Regions from separate parts of the Pan troglodytes genome. Here region 1 is linked to region 2. Evidence: chromatin contacts called from public Hi-C data. All regions are on one chromosome and are shown on one strand. The core of a region is the stretch at or near the end of the contact, and the rest is flanking DNA. Distances in the headings are between cores, read along the strand shown.

Region 1 (4,206 bases), core at 1,568-4,067, 220 kb after region 2:
TTCCCACTCCAGCCCCCTTTTTGTCTTTAGATGGCCATCTGGCCCTGATGGGCTTTTAAATGGGAATGCTGATTTATGCCACTCCCTTTATACGGGCCAGGAAACTGACGCTTAGACAAAAAAAAGTGGCAGAGGCAGTTGGTGGGCTCCAACACGTGTCTCCTGTCTCCTTGTCTAGTATTTATGTCTGGTAATACTCATTTAAAAAATTATTTTAAATTATTTTAATTGATTGATAAGAACTATATGTGTTTATGGTATACAACATGTTTTAATATAGGTATACATTGTGGAATGGCTAATTTGAGCTAATTAACTTTCATTGTTATCTCATGTACTTATCATTTTATTTGTAGACAGAACATTTAAAATCTCTCAGCAATTTTCAAGTATACAATCATTGTTATTAACAATAATCATCATGTTGTACAATAGATTTCTTGAATGTATTTCTCCAGTCTAACTGAAATTTTCCATCCTTTGACCCATACATTCTCAACTCCTGTGCCCCATCCACCCCTGTGCCCCTGGAAACCACTCTTCTATTCTTTGCTTTTATGAGTTCAACCTTTTTAGGTTCCACATTTAAGTAAGATCATGCAGTTCTCATAATTTCTTAAACTCTGTCCCTGAGACTCCTTTCCCAAGCCTTAAGATTATCGGAGTGCATCAAATACATACTCATGTATCTTAGTCATCTATAAGTTTTCAAAGTAATTTTGTCAAAAGGGTACCGTGAACTTAACGGAGTCAATATATTTGAGTCTTTCTAACTTTTATAGTGATCTTCTTGCCATTCCAAGATGACGTGAAACACTCACATTCCAGACATTCAGATGTCCTGGACTGTGTTTCAGGAGAAATGATGGGAGAGGGAATTTCCTGCTGCTTAATCATCAGCTTTGGGAGTTGAAGAGTCCAAGTCACTCATTAACTGACAGGAAATACCTGTAAACAGAGATTATATCAAAGCTTGTTAGCTAAGCAAATCTTTGATAAGTGTACCCTGTTAACATTTTAACCTTTCATTTTTTTTCCAGGAAATGAAAGCATCTTACTGTTTATGGTTATAATTTCCAACAAACTAATCAGTACAGTAACCAATGGGAGAATAGAAATTTATTTCTAGCATTCCATTGAATGGACAATGTCTGCTAAATATGAGCTTTTATTTCAGGATTAATTTGTGATGGAAAAATAAATAGATTTTGCAAAGGTATATTGCTAAATAAATTTTAGTACGAAAGTAACATAGTAGAATTGAACTGACTCAATTCAACGTTAAAATATCCTGTCATTTTTTTCACGTATTAAACATCCTAGCCTTAATAAAATTGATATATTATTAATAAATACTCTAACGATTTTAGTATATGACTTTGTTTTCCTATACTTTTCTAAAAAATATTTGGGAATTTTACCTTAATTAGGAAATTTTCAGCAGATTTTTAAAAACATGGTTAAACCTGTCAATACTTTTAAAAACGAAATGTTTATTTAGCAGTAAATCTGCTTCATTTTATAGCATCTTCATTTTTCTCATAACAATTTTATTAAATACATTCAGTTTTATGACCCTCATGGATAGATAAATTTTTAGTGGACTCTTTAATTATAGGTGCAAGTATTTATTTGCCTGTGTAATGATTCAAGTTTAGATACTGGCTGATGTCCGTCAATTTTCACAAAGAACAGACAGTGCCTTCTCTACTAGTTTTATTTATTTTACTGATTACTACTCTTTCCTGAGGGAGTGGTACAGTATAACGCAATGAATAGTCTAAGTTCAAACAAATTACATTTATTTTAACAAGCATTTATTAGGCACTTCCATCGGTTAGCTACTGTGGATGTAGAGATAAGACACACTTCATAAATACTTTATTGTTATTCTTTTCTGAAATTTCTGGATTTGTATTTTTGTTTCCCTCTCTAGGATTTTTTACAGAGTTTGCTAAGGTTTCATCAACTCTTGGATTTTTACCGTTTCATAATCATTACAGTTCTGTTCTTCATAGCTATAAAACTTCAATTCATTATTGGCTCCTCCCTTGCATTTCTAACAAATGATTGAATGTAATATTTTTAGATTACTAAATCATTTTTAAATAATAAAATTAAGATAAAATCATTTTATCTTTACAAAGGACTTTATACTTTGAGGATTCCCAAACTCTTTATGAACATAGATGACTAAATTTCACTTTAAATATATTTATTTATGAAAAGTTGAAAAATTCATCTTAGTAGCAACTGCAAAGAAAAAAATGAAAGGAATTACTGTTTTTATTTTTCTGTTATTGCAACTTATTGTGAGGATTTGCTCTTTGGTTATTTGGAGTATCATTAAGTAGGTATGAGAGGAGCAGTGGGCTACACATCAGTCTTTTTTACCACAACTTGTGTAAATATTAACATATAGTGACTCCTTTCAGTAGCATAATTTGGAAAGTACAACAGATAGAGAAGGATTAACGGCTTTAGAGTTTTTCCTCAACTGCCTGTTTCCAGCGATTACATTTTTTTCAAGAAAACTTGGCTCTAAATGTTGCTGTTAATGTTGTAAAACTTTGCTTCTTAGTTCAGCTAGAACCCGGGTTCTTGTCACACAGCTAGGAAAATTTAGGCACACGGACACAATGAGTGGTCAGTAGAGCAGGACTTTATTGGGCAAAAAGGAAAAACAAAACAAAAAACAACAACAAAAAGCTCAGCAAAGTGAGACGGAGGCCTGCTAACAGGCCCTCCACCTCACTGATTGATTCCCAGGTCCCCACAGGAGCTGGAGAGAGCAGCCTCCTCCCCTGCATAAGGCATGAATTCCCCGTGGCTCCACCCACCTCCCACAAGTCGGGCTCCAGTCCTCTGTGGGCAGGCTCAGGCAAGGCCTGGGCAGGTTTCCTCATCTGCACAAAAGCATCTGATGTAAACACTTGTGGGGCGGGTGGGAGATTCTCCGGGGGCCCCTTTTTATCTGCCTAGACATTTGGCTGTCTCATTAATATTAAGTAAACACCTGAAAACACCTTTCTGGTAGCCTCGAAAATCAGTGAACACATACACATCATATTCTAAAACCAATTTGTTGATGATAAAACATACCATTATCCAGGAGAGTGGATTGTTTGTTCTTTCTTAACAACCTCCTGATGTGTAAATCCATCAGCCAAAGAAAACTGATTGTGATATTGACTTTTTATGCAGATATGCTGAAAATGGAACTGGGTAGAAATAAAGTTTGTATACACTTTTGATAGTTCATGTATTTGTTTATTTTGGTGTGTTTGTAATGCAAGTTTTCATTTATCAATTAAATTTCCTTTAAATTAGTCACTTGTATTTATACCATTTTTACTTAAAAATATTCCAGTGTGATTTTTATTGTTATATTGGATCATATTAAAATAGTGTTTATTGAGTGTTTAAAGCAATGTCTATTTGCTAAACTAGAAGTTCCCCAGAAGGAACAGCTAACTAAAATACTGAGAAGTAAATGTTGCAGTTTCCCATAAAAGAATGCTACATATTGAAATTTATACTTGTTACTGTGCAGTGAAACTGATGAAATGTTCAAGAAAATTGTTAAATATCTTGCTCTAACTCATAGCTCTTCTGATTTTCTTTTCCTATTTTTACCTCTAAGCTCTTTAACATACTGGGAATGTAGTTTGCCTAAAAACTGCTTTCCCACAACACTGAGCCCTTATCTCCCTTTGTCTTCCAGAGATATTGTATCAGTGCCAGAAGTGGCCTAAGAAGCCCTAGACTGCCAACATTGTGTGTAATATGAGAACCACAGGAACTCCCTCCAGGGTCTCCTCTGTTGCATGCTACAGAGGCTGAGATTTCATTAGTCTCTGAACTTTAAAGGCTTTTTAGTTTGCGGAAGTCCCTTACAAAATATAAGTACCTACAAAAGGGAGGTCCTACAAAAAATGGGCATACAGTAAATGTGATGCAAGGGAATAATGGGCAAAAAGCATTCAAGACAAAATTCCACCTCAGTCCTGCCTTAACTTCTGCCTCCTCAAATGTTCTTTTTTCATTGTGCATTTGCTTAAGTTTTCAATCTTTAAAACTCCCCCTTCCTCTCTCTGCTTCCTTTCACAGCCAAGCTTCCTCTTCTTGCATTCACTCGTCAGACCTTGGCAGTCTAGATTTCATCATTCCCACACAACTCAAACTATTTTCTATAGAGGTACTACC
Region 2 (4,180 bases), core at 1,458-3,957:
ACTTATCTGTTGATTGAGTAAACTATACAGTAATTCATAGCTTTTTTTTTTTTAATGTTCTACCACAAATCAATGACAAAATAGAATGGAAACAATCCTAGTACTCTAACTCATAACCTTACTATGTTTATAATGAATTTTAGATTGAGTCATAGGTCATATTATCATATGATTTACACCTTGTGCCCTATCCTTTCTAGTATTTATATCATTTCCAAAAATGATTCACTTCTGGCCTTAATGGGAATTTTCTAGTGTTTTATCACTTTTTAAAATTACCTTAATATTCCTACATTTCGAAGTTGGTTGGTCTTTTGTTTTCTTTTTAAATCAGGAATGAATGTTGAAATAATGTATATCAAATTACTTTTGGCCGTCTATGGAAATGCTAATAGGCTTATTGTTTATGTGTTTGAACTTTTTAATGTAAGTAGCAGCAAAATAGTAAATTCTCTCATATTTGAAACATCCCTCCATTTCTGGAAAGAATCCCATTAGTTTTTGCATTTTCTTTTAATTAAACTTTTTCTTTTGAAATAGTTGTAGGTCCATGTGCAGCACATGTAGTTGTAAGAAATATTACAGAGAGATTCTGTGTACCCTTTACCCAATGTCCCCCAATGATAATATCTTGCAAAACTATAATAATGTACCATAACCAGAATATTGGCATTGGTACAATTCACTGGTTTATTCAGGCTTTGTCAGTTTTACATGTATTTGTGTGTGTGTGTGTGTGTATATTTAGTTCTAAACAGCTTTGTCAGGTGTACATTCCTGTACCCATTACCATAGTCAAGATAGAGAATAATTAAGAATTCCCCTTGTTGCCCTTTTATTAATATAACCTGCCTTCTCCTTTTCGCTACCTCACCCCCATCCCCTGGTAGCCAGTAACTTGTTGTCCATTTCTAAAGTTTTATCATTTAAAATGTTCTATTAAATGAAATCATATATAAGCTTTTGGGATTGGCTTTTTTCATTTGGCATAATCTCTGGAGATTTATCCAAGTTTATTCCTTTTTTAATGCTCAGTAGAATTTCACCCTATGTGTATACTACAGTGTAACAGTTTAATCATTGAAGACATTTAAGTGTTTTAAATTTGTGACAATTATGAATAAAGTGAATATAATCACGTATAGTTTTTGTGTGACCCTAGTTTCCATTTCCCTGGGATAAATGCCCACAAATTCAGTTGCTAGATCATATTGTAATTGCATGTTTAGTTTTATTAGAAGCTGTCAAACTGTTTTGCAGAGCATCTACTCTTATTGGCAACACATGAATAAGTGATAGAGTTTCTCTTCATTCTCACCAGCATTTTGTGTCACTATTTTTAATTAGTCATTCTTAATAGGTACAGTGATATCTCATTGTGGTTTTAGTTTTTATTTCCCTGATAGCTAATACAGTTGAAAACCTTTTCATGTGCTTATTTACCATATGGGTATCATCTTCAGTAAAATGTCTTCATGTTTTTGCTCATTATTTTTGAGTTTGAGAGTTCTTAATATATCATAGTTACGTTATCATTTTGAGATTTTTAGTAACAACGTTACTCTGGTTTCTTAGATATTGTTGAGAAAATTACTCCTTTTCCTCAAATGTGAGTTGGATTAAAAACGCAAGCAGATTTACCACTTTCTTTAGATTTAAAAAAATCATTGATACAGCAGAACTTTGTGCTTTTTTATATTTCTCAATTTCTTCTATTAGAAAAATATTTTCCTCTTGAGCCATTCTTGATATAGTAGTTTTCTAGAATATCTTTCATTTCTACTGTATTTTGAAATTTATTAGCTAGAGTTAAGCATTCATCCTAGTTAGTAATAAATGTAAATTAAAGTGGAATAACAATTTTTGACTGTAAAAATATGACTCAGTACAAATGAGTACGCGTTCAGATCCTTGCTGACATGGCTGTGTGATTGGTACAAAGTTTGGAAAGCATTTTGGCAAAATGTAGAGTATCTAATTCAGTAATTCCAGTTTGGGGAAACGTGTTCAGGAAATAACTATACATTTAGTAAGACCTTTATGCAGAATTTCCTGAATGATTATTTATACATTTATGATAAGCTCAAAATAACCTAAAATATATATCATTATGGAAATGGTTAAGTAAATTATGTTATATCCACTGCATAGAAAGTAATGTAATTGTTTAAACATTACAAAGCATCTTCTATAACATGAGGGAAGGTTTATATGAAAGTGTGGAATACGGAATTATTATACATGCAGTTCCATATGTCTATCTGAAGAAATCTTTGTCTTCAGTGACCCCTCATGATTTGAGTTCTGAATCACCTTTTGTAGTTTTAATCAAATTAATTTCATTTTGTTACTAGAACATTAGGCACTTGGTTGTCTTCAAGCCTTTTAACATTCTACTTTATCTGCCTTGACACCTCTTCTCTTCCCCACCACACTCACTAGATTTTTATCCTTTGGGTACTAGCTTGAAAGTCACTTTCTCTGGGAGGCCTTTTCTTAAGTCTCCTAGTTTTAAGGTGTTTCTTTTTGTTCTTTATGTCTTGGTGTAGCTTTACCGTAATTGCTTTTTCATTTGCTTGTCTTTCTTCTAGACTGTAAACTGAGGAAGGCTTACACTGTGCTACCAGTTTTTATTCATTTACTCTGCCTGGTAGTGCTAGGCCACTAGAGATATTTACATAATAAAGAACAGGTGCTCAAAAAGTGTTAGCCAAATTGACCTGAATTTTAAGGCAGTTGTGGTCCCTAGAGGGAAGTATGGCCATACAGTTGTCACCTAATAAGGCAGACAACTAGCATTCCTGTAGCTGATTGGCATTTTAACAGTGCTTTCTTTCAGGATGTCTGCCTCACAGTCTTTCTGGTCCTTCTGTTACTAAGTGATAGAACTAAGACCCGAATAAACAAAGTCAGATTAAAAAAAAACGGTTGAATGAAAAATTGTTGGTAGTAGCTAGTAATTAGAGAACCAGTTATTGAGTGAGCCACAGAGTAACTGAGGGGAAAGGGACTAGTACAATCCATGGCAAAAGAAAAAGGCAAAAAAGCCAGTGAAAAAATCTCGGAGATTCCCCTAAGTGGAGAGTGGAAAATGAAGGAGATGCTTTCTGTTAATAGTATGTCTCTGAGCTCCATCTCTTTATTTTTCTTTAATGAAGCCGGAAAATATTTGAATCTTTACTAAAAGTGGGCACTGTTAGATAAATATTTTGATTCTGCCAGGTTTGGTGCTGTAGATAAAGCTAAACTCAGAACTTTCCCCTTCCTTTTTCAGTTTGCCGTGAGTAACTAAATGTATAAAATTTCAAGTTTCAATTTTTAAAGCTTCCTCTAGGGGGTAACATTGTAAAGTTAATAAACTTCCAGTTAAAGTATACACACAGTCTCAAGAGTCTTCATTTGTTGATATCATCATCAGAAAATTAAATACAGTATAGTTGTTCAGGAAACTGTAAGTATATATAAAGTTATTTCAGTTCTGAGATGTTACAGGACATACCAGTAGAAAATGTTAATTTAGTGTAAATGCTAAATAACAATGGATTTCTTTATTGATAGATGGTAAACTACATGGATATTAGCATTAACAATCACTTGCTTATGCCTGTACTCCTAGCACTTTGGGAGGCCCAGGTGGGCAGATCACGAGGTCAGAAGTTCAAGACCAGCCTGGCCAATATGGTGAAACCCTGTCTACTAAAAATACAAAAATTAGCCGGGCGTGGTAGCGTTTACCTGTAGTCCCAGCTACTCAGGAGGCTGAGGCAGAAGAATCGCTTGAACCCAGGAGGCAGAGGTGGCAGTGAGCCGAGATTGCGCCACTGCACTCCAGCCTGGTGACAGAGCGAGACTCCGTCTCAAAAAAATGATAATAATAATAACTTGCCTCTTACTATTTTTTGTTGGGTTAATCACATAGAAATTGGATTTTAAATTCATTCAGACAAGTTTAACTAAACCAATAAAGAGAAGCAGTTCCTTTCAGTCTTTGCTGGTTCCTGAATGATAAACTAGAGTCTATAGTCTTATTGCTTGATTACTTACTTTTTTTTATTAATAAGCTTTCTCAGGGTACTTTACTGTAGCAGTGACAATAAACACACAGAATGTTGGACTACTGATTTATCCGTTAGCCTTCCATTCCTCTTAAGTTTGTTTTTGTGAACATATATGCAAACAT

The links. Hi-C and Micro-C count contacts between places; a contact is called where the count stands out from the background.
Region 1: a contact with region 2 is called in a Hi-C map of induced pluripotent stem cells, with 1.5 times the contacts expected there. The contact joins two enhancer-like sites. A contact is called at or near these places in 3 of 7 Hi-C or Micro-C datasets (blood, induced pluripotent stem cells and stem cell-derived neural progenitor cells), 1 of 1 datasets of contacts at active chromatin or transcription factors (stem cell-derived excitatory neurons) and 1 of 1 other capture datasets (stem cell-derived neural stem cells).

What each region holds. Positions count from the first base shown.
Region 1 is chr5:154,227,009-154,231,214 of NHGRI_mPanTro3-v2.0_pri, forward strand. The region is part of intron 4 of ADGRG6 (adhesion G protein-coupled receptor G6); the gene reads left to right. Among named protein-coding and RNA genes, the nearest start is that of ADGRG6, 75 kb to the left of the region's middle. Within about 2 kb of position 2,818, at least 7 of the 24 cell types and tissues checked have an H3K27ac peak or open chromatin away from gene starts, as enhancers often do. A contact at or near this core is called in induced pluripotent stem cells, where this site is marked.
Region 2 is chr5:154,005,789-154,009,968 of NHGRI_mPanTro3-v2.0_pri, forward strand. The region is part of intron 1 of VTA1 (vesicle trafficking 1); the gene reads left to right. Among named protein-coding and RNA genes, the nearest start is that of NMBR, 8.1 kb to the left of the region's middle. Within about 2 kb of position 2,708, at least 1 of the 24 cell types and tissues checked has an H3K27ac peak or open chromatin away from gene starts, as enhancers often do. A contact at or near this core is called in induced pluripotent stem cells, where this site is marked.